Regions from separate parts of the Mus musculus genome. Here region 2 is linked to region 1. The links are chromatin contacts, called in public ChIA-PET maps. All regions are on one chromosome and are shown on one strand. The core of a region is the stretch at or near the end of the contact, and the rest is flanking DNA. Distances in the headings are between cores, read along the strand shown.

The links. ChIA-PET counts read pairs in DNA pulled down with a chosen protein or histone mark.
Region 2: an RNA polymerase II ChIA-PET map of memory CD8 T cells shows a contact between it and region 1, with 199 read pairs. The contact joins two enhancer-like sites. A contact is called at or near these places in 2 of 15 datasets of contacts at CTCF or cohesin (large pre-B cells and pro-B cells), 13 of 484 Hi-C or Micro-C datasets (B cells, CD4 T cells, CD8 T cells and 7 more) and 10 of 115 datasets of contacts at active chromatin or transcription factors (the 230-238 cell line, bone marrow-derived macrophages, craniofacial prominence and 7 more).

Annotation. Positions count from the first base shown.
Region 1 is chr4:9,025,083-9,031,514 of GRCm38.p6, forward strand. No RefSeq gene overlaps it. Among named protein-coding and RNA genes, the nearest start is that of Gm34428, 20 kb to the left of the region's middle. Within about 2 kb of position 2,874, at least 164 of the 459 cell types and tissues checked have an H3K27ac peak or open chromatin away from gene starts, as enhancers often do. A contact at or near this core is called in the 230-238 cell line, B cells, CD8 T cells and 1 more, where this site is marked.
Region 2 is chr4:8,771,718-8,778,149 of GRCm38.p6, forward strand. The region is part of intron 2 of Chd7 (chromodomain helicase DNA binding protein 7); the gene reads left to right. Among named protein-coding and RNA genes, the nearest start is that of Gm46841, 58 kb to the left of the region's middle. Within about 2 kb of position 3,419, at least 88 of the 459 cell types and tissues checked have an H3K27ac peak or open chromatin away from gene starts, as enhancers often do. A contact at or near this core is called in the 230-238 cell line, B cells, CD8 T cells and 1 more, where this site is marked.

The DNA.
Region 1 (6,432 bases), core at 1,624-4,123:
GACACAGTCACATATACAGACAGACACACACTCATAGACAGACAAACTCATACACAACACACACTCGCACGTAGACATGCACATTCACACACACACACACACTAAGACACACACAGACACACAGAGACACACAGAGACAAACACAGACACAGACACATACAGACACACACAGACAAACACAGACACACACACACTAATATAAAACACACACAGACACACACAGAGACACAGAGACACACACAGACACACACAGACAGACACAGACACACAGACACACACACACACACACACACACACACACACACACACACACACACCACTTTAGAAATACTCAACTCTGGGACTTGATCTTGTCAGTCCCCAGGTTCGCAGCCTTTTTATCCCTGTCTCTCTAATTCTGTGTCCAAGGTTTGAGTGAGTCAGGATGTGAAGAAGATGTGCCTGATGCTTCAGCTCTGCCTGTCTTTTCAGAAGAAATAAGTAAATACCTGTGGAATGAATGAATGAATGAATGAATGAATGAGCCTGAAGCTTCTTTTCTGGGACCCACAACCTGCTCGGTCTGAATTTTGAATTCCTCCAGAGCCATACTTGTAGGCTGCCTTCCTCAGGTTTCTTGCCACTTATGCACAGGCAGCTTCCTTTCTTCTCAGGACTTGAGTACCACCCTGAGTGAGTGCCACCCTCAGTATCACCCTAAGTGAGTGAGTGCCACCCTGAGTGAGTACCACCCTGAGTACCGCCCTAAGTGAGTGAGTGCCACCCTGAGTACCACCCTAAGTGAGTGAGTACCACCCTGAGTGAGTACCACCCTGAGTGAGTGCCACCCTCAGTATCACCCTAAGTGAGTGAGTGCCACCCTGAGTGAGTACCACCTTGAGTGAGTGCCACACTGAGGGCTTCCAGGTAGACACTGCTTTCCCTTGGCCCTTGTGTATTCATGGCTTGTTCTGGATCACGTGACTAATGCATGCTCCGGACTTTTTCTACCTTTATTTCACTGCCTTCTCGTTCCTCTCTCCCCTTTCCTTGAGAAATTTCAAGAAAGTTCAGTGCAAACAATTGAGAAACTCTAACAGAAACCCAGGGCAGAGAGGGCAAAGGGCTAAGGAGGAGGGGCCAAGCCCGGTGCCTTCTCTTGAGACCCAGTGGGAAGGGCAGTCTAGGGCAAAGCCTCCATGGAGTCTTAAAAGACCAGCATGCTTCCTTTTGACAGCTGACTTGCAAAGAGTTAACCCTTTGAGGAACCGTCCTGTATGATTTGGCTACTGCTTTGGCTACGGCATGAGTGTGAGGACCTGTATTAGGCTAACAAGCTATATGGTTTGCTACCAGTTTTGACCAGTTTAGATATCACCGTTTTCCCAGAATACTATCAAAGTACCTGAGCAACCCAACTTCCTACTACCGGTTTCGAGATGAGATATTCACACAAAGAGGGGAATTCTGTTTTCCCAGAAGGGCTCTTGTCAGAACTCAGGTTCCAAAGAACCGTGGATTAGGCATGGAAGTTTCCGTGGACCACTTTTGGTTTGGGGGTTGGTGTGGCCGCAAATGCCAGGCTGTTTCCCAGCATCTCCCCCCACTACAAAGCCTAGTTTCTTCCCCTTGGGTTCCTAATGTACTTTTGTTATTTATATCTTTAATTGGGTGAGAGTACCCAGAATTGTAAAAAAAAAAAAAAATCTGAATAAGTAAATAAATTTAAAAATTAAAAAACTCCTAGTTGGTGATGTCTGACTTCCTGTGTTCATGTTGTTGCGCTCTTGTTGCTGTGGGTTTTTGTTTTGCTTCTCGAATGTTGTTGTTTTCCAGGAAAGCTGTCGTTTATCGTGAGAACAGGAGCAGCCATGTGTTGATTTTTCTGGATTCCTTTTGGCTACTGTCCCAGTGCTAATGAAGGCCCTTCCAAAGTGCTAACGAGCTGGTGCCAAAATCAGTTATGCCGAAAACAATGGAGAAGCGTAGTGTGCAGACAGCATGTATACCCCCATATGCACACACGTGTGCATGTGCTCGCGCGCGCACACACACAGATTTAAGATAATATATTCGTGTGCAACTTCCTGTTTGTGCAAATTAGACATAGCTGTTCGTGCAAATATGGCGTGCACGTTGGAACTTCACAAAGGAGAATGTGAGGGTTCCTTTAATGAAAAGACTTATATTTGGCTGCCGAAATCATTCCTTGCTCATAGGAGGAACAAAGTTTCTAGATTTTTCTGGGCACAAATTTTCTAGCTGGGAAGCTAGTTAAAATGTACATTCACGAACTTAAACAGTTTAAGGTGTAATATCAATGTGACTATAGATTTTATTTTCCTGAGAGGAAGATCCTGCTATAAGAACCACCAGGCACTGTTTAGTTTAGGTTTGGCCCCCCTGGATGATTTTAGTAAAGTCACCAGCATTGATCTTTGAGCCCTTTTAAGGTGTTATTTTGTCGCTGGGGCTCTCTCTGGCTTCCATGGCTTCTTCTTGCCTTCCTCTCAGTGTGTAATTACTCTCGCCTCAATTTGTTTACACAGCTTGGAGATGGGGACAGAGTTCTCTGGTGACCGTGCAACTGCAGCAATCACCGTAAAGAGAAGCATTTAGACGCTATAAAACCTAAACGCCCGGCATGCACCATTACATAGCAGTTACTGAAATTTAGCAAATTAAATTAAATAATTTAAATAACTTGATTTCAGGGATTTAAAAATTCATCTCTGTGGAATCCAGTAGTCAGTTTATTATTATTATTGTTGTTCATCAAGTACAATTTATGTTTTTTAATGAATCAAAATCCCTCTTCGGCCGCCCAGTCCACAGTAGCTCTCGGCACCCTCGATTGAGTCGGTATCTTCGTGCGCCATCTTCCGGCAGCGTCTAGTACCACGGCCGCGAGGTATCAGCCCAACCCTGGGCTGCGGAGTTGGGGGAGTCGCCGCGACTGCCAGGGTGGCCAAGTCTCAGTCTCTGCAAAGATTCACGGTTAGGACAATGCTCGAAGCTATTGAGTAAACTGCTCCCGTGGGCTTTGTTATTGTGGGTCACCCTGAAGCACGGGGACAGCCCGGAGAGACTCTGACTGTGGAGGCTGGAGGCTTGTTTTCTGTCAGTGGACGCCTGCTCTCATTCCCCATCAACGACTAGATGTGACTGACCTGCCATTTGTCCCACATCACCGGGAAGCCAGCCGTCCCTCCACAACCCACGGCTTTTCTCTGCTCCACCAGGGCTCCGTTCCAAGGGGCCGTTGCACGTTTAGACGCACAGCCCAGATAAAAACCTGTTTTAAATATTTTATTTCCCTTTCTGAAACAGTCAAAGCCATGTGTTGTTGGGATAATGGAGAGCTGCGCCTTGTTTTTAAGACTATTTTTACACTTATGTTCAATCTAACGATAGTTTAACAAGTAAACAACCATCAGATGATACTGATCGGGGTTGAAGGAGGGAAATCCTTTCCTAAGCAGCCCTTGGCGCCTTGGTTTGACTTATCTCGTTTCGGTTAAGTGCCACCTACGTCTTTCCCCACGTACCCTGGTTTGTAATCCAGTGCACCCACCCACGTACAATGGCTAATAATCCAGGCACCCAGGAAAGGAATCCTCTACCCTCTCGTTGGACCTCTTTCCTGGCTTCTAGGCAGAAGGCAGTGTGGGGAGCTGAGCGCCTGATTGCTTTCCCATTTAACAACTGGCTTGTCCCCTCCCCCACTACAACGCTTCAGCGGAGCAACAGATGGTGTTGGGGGCTTTTTTTTTTTCCCTGAGTTTAAGATGGTTCATTTTGTGCTTTCTCGGGAGAACGATGAAGATTAACTCCACTCCATCGTGAGCTCTTGCAAAAGAGCAAAAGAGAAGATGTGATATCTTCTAAAAAACTCCCACTTCATCTTGCCCCTGTGTGGCCAGTGCGTTCTTTGTCATCTTCAAGTGGAAGTCTCTTCTCTCTTCTTAAAATTAAATCCCTTTCCTCGTCATATCCCCCTGCTTTCTTCTTTCCTAGGCACACACTTTCCATGTCTGCACAGAAAAGAAATGTCAGGAAAAGTTGTCAGACAATTTATAATTCTGTACATGTTAAGTTACGGATCTCTGGAGATTTTGAAGGCTGTTTTATTCTTTCGAGCAAAAGACAAAACTCAGTATCGGCAACAGCAACAGGGCTGGAGAGGCTGCTTAGCAGGCAAAGGCACTTATGCCCAAGCCCAAGACCCTGCGCTTGATTCCAGAGTACCACATGGTGGAAAGAAAAAACAGACTCCCCAAAGCTGTTCTCTGACCTTCCACACCTGCACGGCAATACTCAAGCACTTCCCACACCCCCACACCACACCCCCACATCACCCCTACCCCCACACCACACCACACCCCCACATCACCCCCACCCCCACACCACACCCCCACATCACCCCCACCCCCACACCACACCACACCCCCACACCACACCCCCACACAAGAGAGGGCTTGACTCAGACTTACACATTAAATAAATAACATTTAATAGAGAACAGAAATCACACAAAGGGAAATATTTAAGAAAATCAGATTAAGGCTGAGTGTGGCGGCTTATGCCTATAAACCCAGATATTGGGAAGCTGAGGCAGGAGGTTGGCTATGAGTTTAAAGTCCACCTGAGCTATGGAATGAGACCCCTTCCTCTCTCAAGAAAGAAACAAACAAATAATACAATACAAACTGGCATGATAACACATGTCTGCAAGCAATCCTAGAATGTGGGAAGTTGGTTTTATAGTGAGTTCAGTATTCACCTGACCTACACCCTTAGGAAGAAAGCAATAATCAGACCGAGGGCTGATGGCATTCCTCTGTTGTATTACATTGAAGTAGCAACCGCAGACATAAAATGAAGAGATGGTACTAGGTAGTCTTGTTCCCAATAATACAATTATTTACTTACTTAAGAATTTTTGAGAGAGGCTCATAATATAGCCCCAAGCTGGTCTTTAACTCACCACCCTTTGGCCTTAGTCCTCAGTGCTAGTGTTAAAGGAATGTGTCATCGAGATCAGCCTCCATCCTTAAAGGTCTGAGCACCTTCCTCTAGCTGCACAATGATGTAAAAAGGCAAAACGAAACAAAAGGAAACAACACAAGAATCTGTTAGACATCAAGGCTGAACTGCTTTTCCTCCATCTGCTAACTGAAGGCCAGTCCTTCTCAGCTCCTGGTGTTGTATGTAGCCCATGTCATTTAGTGTCATTACAGTGTCATTAGAGTGGCCTTGGTTCCACACTTGCCTTGAGAGGCATGCTCCTGCCTCGCACTTGCTCAGCCCTTGGGCTAATCCGGAAGCCTCATCCTGACCCTGCGTTCCTCCACAGTCCCTCGGTGTCGTGAGCTGCTAGTTCTAATCTTATGCAGTCATTTATTTGAGTTCTTTTTCTCTACTTGAAAGAGGAGGCAAAGAAACCTAGGCATAAACGAGCCCTTTCAGACTCCCTGTTTGTCTGTCTCTTTATGGAGAAACTCAGGAACAAAGTGACTTTGTGCTTTCTGAAACCAGAACACCTTCAGGAACATGTTACAAGCTAAATGGGATCCCCTGCCTCAATTCCCATGCTGAATTCCTCCTTGGTAGCTTGGAAGGAGACCTTATCTGAGACAGGGTCTTTATAGAGACGGATAGGCTAAAATGAGGTCATCAGAGCGCATTCCAACCCAGTCTGAATGGTGCCCTTGTAAGAAAGGGAAGTTTAGACATGTTTAGAGAGACAACTGCGTGGAGGCAGAGGGAGAAGATGGTTACCTACAAGCTAAGGAAAGTGGCCTCAAGAAATTCTCTTAGTGTTCTTAGAAGGAGACAACCCTGCTGCGGAGTTGATTTCAGGTTTTTGGCTTTTGGAAGGTGAGGCAGCAAGTTTCCATTGTGTAAGCCAAATGTGTTTGTTGCTGAGGCCAAAGCATCTTATAGAAAGAAAGATTTGTGTTGGCTCCCTGTCTCAGAGGGTTCCAGTTCACGGTGGCGGAGTCGGGTAGGATAGAGCAGTCCGGTGTGGTAGCTGCAGCATGTGACAGATGTTCCTCATATGACAGAGGATGAGGAAGCGGAGGAGGAGGCTGAAGGAAGGGATGACTTTCAGGGTTGGTCTCCAGTAGCTACTTTGCAGCTTCCCAAGACAGTACCAGGATAGTACCAGGATAGTGGGGGACACAGTACCAGGATAGTACCAGGATAGTGGGGGACACTGCAGAGTCAAAGCCGGGCTCCAGCTCGGCAGTTCCTAATGGTAGCCTTAGCAAACTAGTGCAGAGTAGGGGACAGCTTCTTGTGTGTTTGTTTATTTCTGAATTAAAAACAAAACAAAACAACAGCAATAAAAATCAAAACCCCAAAATCAAAACCCTTCTCCAGCAGGGAATTTTTGGTATGTTTTGGGAATTCCTCAACAGTGTGTTAAAAGAGGTTTTTCAGCCTGGT
Region 2 (6,432 bases), core at 2,169-4,668, 250 kb before region 1:
AGGAGACAGGAGTGCTGAGTGAGGTTAGCACAGAACCTGTGAATGGTCATGGGTGGTGCTGTGCTGTGTGAACAGGATGTGAAACAGAATCATCCATTATGTTAAAAGCGCAAAGTCAAACAGGCGAATCTTAGTGTGTGTATATAAAATATGTATATAGTCTATTTAGTTTATACATATGTGTAGTATATTTTATTGTTTATTTAATTATAGTATATGTTATTTAGTTCCAAATATACACAAAATATTTTTAACGTGTAGTATTTGTTGTCATTTCAACAAATAGCAATTAATATAAAATGATGTTTTCGTTTGTTTTGACTGTTTGTTTGCCCTGAGTCTTTGATATGTGTTGTGATTTTTATGCTTGTGGCACATCTGTCGTACTCTGGGCTAGACTGCTTCAAGAACCCATGCAACCGATGACATGGGCCTCAGCAAAAAAGACGTGGCCGTAAGGGTGGGGAGAAGGTGAGGGCTGATAGCTGGACAGGGCAGGACAGGACTGGAAGACTGGCGTGCTCTCTCTGTGTTCCTGAGGCAAGTGGTCGGCAGTTTAGAAAAATTCAGGAGAAAACCTTGAGGTTTATCTATGCTCTCAGGAAACAAGGCAAGGGGGTGAGCTGAGGAGTCACACTGTAGAAGGCATGCTGCTGCAGGAATGGACTCCATGCAAGTAAACCTGGGGCCCTGTGGGCTCGGAGTCCTGGGAAAAGGAGCTGATATGCTGTGAATGCCCTGGGGCTGTCCCTCCCAGTCAGTCCTGCTCTGCTCCTGCCCTGCTCTACCTTAAGCTATGGTCGAGCTCCAGGAAATAGGCACCCACCCCAACCCAGGGCTGTGGCCAGAGATAGGAGCTCGGGGGCATTCTCACACATGCCTTACCCTTTTGCTGAAGGATCACGGAAAAGCTTTACAGTCCTGAGGGGGACAGGGAGCAGGAAGGGCAGAGGGAGGGACGCACGCATGCAGGAGCTCTTCAGAGAATGGAACCTGGGACTTATTAGATAACTACACTACCACTGTACCCTCTCAGCCCCTTTTAATTTTAATGTCGTGAACAATCACAAGCCATTTTTGGTATTAATAAAAAGTATGCTCATTGTAGTTCAGCTACAGTAGAAAAAGGTCTGCACCTAGTTAGGGGATGAAATTCTGAGACCGCTTCCGGATTTCTGTTGAGGCAGGGTGCCTCTGTAAGGCAGTCTGTCTCTTCAGGAGTGAAGGGATCATGGTTACTGTAGGGAGTTATCTGTCAGGTCTCTCACGCAGGGTGCTTTTCTGTTCTGTTTCTATGCACCCATTCAGTCTCCAGTCATCACATTGTTCATTTACAATGTGCCAGTCTCTTTACAAGAACCAGAAATAAGGGCACAGAAATTAGCTTTTTATCCTTTTAAGAAAAATCCCAGTTATCACTTAGTGGTTGGTCTGCATGACAAAAACTAAGTGCAGCCATAGTAAGTCTGTGGAGTTGCTCCATAAATCCACACTTTATACCGCCAAGTTATCTGTGGGGCTGGGGAGACAGGTGAAGCTTGAGCCGGGTGGAAGGGGCAAGGTAGCAATTTATCAGTGCACAGCTCCGTGCTCCCAGACCCAAAGGCTAAAGTGTGCCCTCATTTACACATCACCACTGGGCGTGGTGGCGCACGCCTTTAATCCCAGCACTTAGGAGGCAGAGACAGGCGGATTTCTGAGTTCGAGGACAGCCTGGTCTACAAAGTGAGTTCCAGGACAGCCAGGGCTACACAGAGAAACCCTGTCTCGAAAAAACCAAAAAAACCAAAACCAAAACAAACAAGCAAAAAAGAATCTTTTTGCTCAACTAAACGTTTACTTCCCTGGGCTGGGTACCAGAGGCACAGAGAGCATGTGAGATGTTGCTGGACCCAGACTGAGGGTTGAGAGCGGACATCTGTGCTCACACCTGAGGGTGTGGTGAGACTTGATGTTCTTTGCAGCACTCAGCCTAAGGAGTGCATCTGTGTTCCATGCTCCTGTCCATCCTCCTATCCTTCAGAGAGCAGAGAACCAGAAGGTGTCAGTAGTCAGGCAGTATGGTATGCTGAGAGGTCCTTGGCTTTGGGAGGGCCTTGGCCCTGCCCGTACAGATCAGGGAAGGCCCCATGAAGAGAGTGGAGTGAGTGAACTGAGTGTTGCAGAGCAAGTGTGGATTTATGGAGAGGATTTGGAGACTGCTTCCATCTGTCCAAGCTCTAGATTGGGAAAGAGCAAAGTGCCTTGGTGTGACTGCCATGGTGGTGCATGGGTGAAGGGGCTGGTGGCCAGCTGGAACGTAGCACAGGCAAGGCCCTAATCCTTGGTGCTGGGGGATTCTGACTTGTGTAGCTGGCAGGGAGCCCTAGGTGGACTGTGCAGAAGTGTAGTCCATTTACACTGATAGTGGCCATTCAGAAAGACTCCCGGGGCTTCAAAACCATGAGATGAATGAGAAGCAGTTCTGTCCCGGCCTGGACTGCAGAAACATGGAAGAGACATGTTACCTGGAGGACTTGGGGGAGGCAAGTGTTAACTGGTAATGGACAGAGCCAGGTAGAGGGAGGGAGGCAGATTTCTGATTGGGTCAGGAAACCCAGGTGTGGAAGTCAGTTTAGCTGAGGGAGGTGACTTTAGTGTGCAGATCCTGGGATGTCACCAGGCAGCCTGGAGTCTTCCTGGGAACTGAGCACCTGGCTCTGTCCTGTGGTGAATGGACTCATGAGTGCTGTCAGAACCTAAGAGAGTAAAGAGACAAATTCTAGACAGCATGAATGAGGGGAGCCATGCGGGTGAGAGGATCCAGCTAAGAAAATGGATCAGTGCAGTCCCTCGCTTGGAGTTTTACAAATTTCAAATCTATAGAACTGTTGGGAAAATATTACAATAAGAACCAGATGACAATTCTGGGTCCTGGAGGTGGATAGAGAACCAGGAAGTTTTTCCTCCCCTCTCTCAGATGACTGTGGCCATGTCAGAGTGGATATTGGGCAGGACTGTTGGAGAGAGGGGCCCACAGCTTAGGGTAGAGGTCTGAGCTGGAGGCAGGACTTTGCAAAGCACCAGGCTAGAGGTAGTATGCGGACTTGGAAACATGGTAGAGATGAGACTGGCGCACCGCAGAAGTGACAGGTGGGGAAGATAAGCCAGGCAGAAAGTGTAAGGAAGGAGGGGAAAGGGCCATCCTGGCCGGCTTGAAAGAGGCAGCCAGAGTGAGCAGCTGTGTGGGCTGTTGCTGGTAGGTCAGGTGAGCTGAGGAGCCAGCCAGTGGGGGTGGGGTCACCTTGGCAAGAGAGAGAGAGAGAGAAAGAGAGAGAGAGAGAGAGAGAGGCGCTGTGGAATATTAATGTGGTTAGAGCAGACTGAAGAGCACTGGAGGAGAGGAAGTGAAGACAGCAAATGTCGTTGCTCTTTCAAGGACTCTTCTCTACAGGGGAAGAGAGAAGCGGGTGAGAGTGGGAGGAAGATGTGTCAAGAGGCTCAGTAAATACCTGAAATAGTTAGCGCACGACACGGGGCAGAAGGCTGTGCAGATGGGGAGGACTGGCCATACAGGAGGCACACGAAGGAGGAGGTTGGTGGATACTCCCCAAGGCAGACTTCTAAACCATTACTTTACAGAGTTGCTGCAAGGGTCCTCTGTCAAAGTGGCCAGAATAGGGATAGCCTTGGCTGTGCTGAAGGCTTCCAAGGCTCTGGGCACCTGCCGGTGCTCATCAGTGCTGCTGTGCCCTGGCCCCTGACTCCTGGTTCTGCTGCATGCCCCTGGCTCTTCTGTGTGTGCTGGGAAGAATTTGGGAGCCTGGAGGCTTCCTGGTCACAATGTCCCAAGGCCAGTGTCCAGCCTCCAAGGTCTCACTAGAGCTTTTCCCAGTGAACCTTCTCCACCTCCAGTCTCCTGACCGCATCTGGTCTTCTGCTGGGGTTGAGGCTGGGCAGCCTCGGGCCTTCAGTGCCTTCTGCTTCTCCTCCTGTCTGAGGATTAGTCATTAGGGTGTAAGACTTCTCAGTTCACAACCTGTGTGGATTTTGTCTACCTAAGCCTTACTATTCTGGGCATAATGGGCACCATTTTATACATATCGTGGGAGGACTGGAGGCCCGGTGGGGGCCTCTCAGAGTTTTCCTTCTGCACCTTTGAGTTCGTCACTGTCCACGGCCTAGTGTTACGTGTGACTTCTCATAGAAGTATATACTGTAATTGGATATCTCTTCCCGTGGCTCCTCTCATCCAAGCTTTGCTTTTGTAGTGGAAAAAAATACATATTACTGGAAGGTTTCACTTAGGTTTCCAGTTCTGGAATATTTTAATCTAGTCTTCATAGATCTTCAGATTAATTTTGTTTTTGTTTGTTTGAGAAACTTCACTAGTACTTCCTCTGAAATTACCTGTACTCCTCACAGCCCATCTTACTGGTGCTTATTTTGATAACTCTAACCCAACAGTGCCAAACGACCTTGAGAAGATTGTGTAGCAATACCGATACATAAATATTGCTTAAAACCCCTCTGAATGGGAATATCAGTCTTCTTTTCCTTTTTCTCTTAAATTATATTTTAAATGAGAATGTTAGAATACAGGTGTTGGTACTTTAGGCAAAGTGAAAATATCTGATCGGAAGTCACCTGAAATACTATATTTTCGACACAGTAGTGAAGGTAACAGAAATAGATTACTCAGTGCTAAATATTTTCAGGTGGACAGTATCTCAGTGAAGCCAAGGGTGTTGCTGAGTGGATGCTGGTCCTAAGACCACGCTGACTTACACAGCTGTTTAAACTCTAGCAGCTTGACTCAAAGGGTACTGCTGTTTTATAACTGTATTTAAAAATCTGTTCCTCTTTTACTCCCTCAAACTGAGCTCGGAGATATAATGGGACCCATTATAGGTAAAAGGTCTGTGACTCAGCCATCCAGCTACTCAAACTCTGGGCTCTTTTAATTGCCACCATTAAAGCTTTAGTACTTTTATCTCATAAAAATAGATATCATTGATGTAAAATGTGTGCCTGTTGAAGATACATGTGTACCTCTGCCCTCACAGTTAGCTAATCAGCCAGCCATCTGAGTTCTAAGTTAGTTGGGTTTTATGCAAATGAGAACATGACATAGATCACAAATTTTGTTCTGAGTTCTTTAATTAAGAAGACATTCCAGTGGTACTCAGGGCCGAGCCTCACTAGAATCTCAATCTCAATCTCAGCCCCTCTCTCTCTCTCTCTCTCTCTCTCTCTCTCTCTCTCATAGAACCTTACTTTCTTCGCTTTGTGTTGGATAGAAGCTGTATTTAGTTGATAGAACAGTGGCGGGTCCCTCGGTTCCTTGATCCCAAGAGTGCAGTGCTTCTGGTTCAAACACTGGGATTTCAAGAATTTGATGGACACACACAGATTACTCTTCTGTCTCTAGCTGAAACATCAGCTTAAATGTAAATGTGGTCCTTGAGGTATTTCTCTCTGCTGGTCTGCTGGTGGGTTCCTGTTGCCAAAAATATAAGCTCTATGATGAGGAAATTCCAAAGCGCGATGGAAGCTCTGATAATTCATTGAAGCCAAATATTAAAATGTGGACAGCCTGTTTGTTCTGAACGTTTTTTCCAGTGTGCTAGCAGGCTACCTTCATTCATTATTCACATTGCTGTGCACAGAGATGACACCTCTCTAGATGTGCCATGAGTGTATTGCAGCGAAGTTTAGCTCCCTACCCAGTCATGCTCACATTTACTTCTCTGTTGTGAAAATAGCAACTAATTAGTGGGGCATCTCCATAGGCGGGCGAGCCTCTCCTGCTCTCACAGTGATAGGGTAGCCCTCAGATAAGAGAACAGAGTCTTGACTCTAAGAAGGACTCAAATCCAAACAATTCTAAAATACAAACCCACCCACACAAAACATATGTGAGCTACACAGCCGGCCTCTCTCCTTGCCCAGCTGTGTAGATTCAATTATAATAATTTTCTCAGTTGCATAACATTGCTATTTGTTTATTACTGCGTTATTAGTCAGTGAATGAACCTCCCTCTTTTTGACCCCTCAGCAGTGTTTATAAAATACTTAATTGCTTTGGTATCTTCTGTTTTGTGTGTAATTCCAGCTGGAAGGAGCCATGGGGACAGAGTTTCTCTGTAAGTGTATAACAGAATGTTTCTAATGTGCAGTAAACTTTCTTTAAAAAGGTGTGTGTGTGTTTTAAGTTGAAAGTAAAGTTGTTTTGTTTCAATCTCCTTGTGACCCTAAGTAGTGTCGTGGGAGCCACTGGCCGCTGGGCAGCTCTGCACAGGGGGTCCGGGAGGACCTGATGGGAGCATGGCCAACAGTAAGGAGGCAGTTGGCGCTGAGCTTGAGAAAGTGGACTTTGCCTGGTGTCAGTCCTGTCTCCTTTTTGGTTTTTTTTTTTTTTTTTTTTTTTTTTGTGACTTGGGCAAGTTTTTT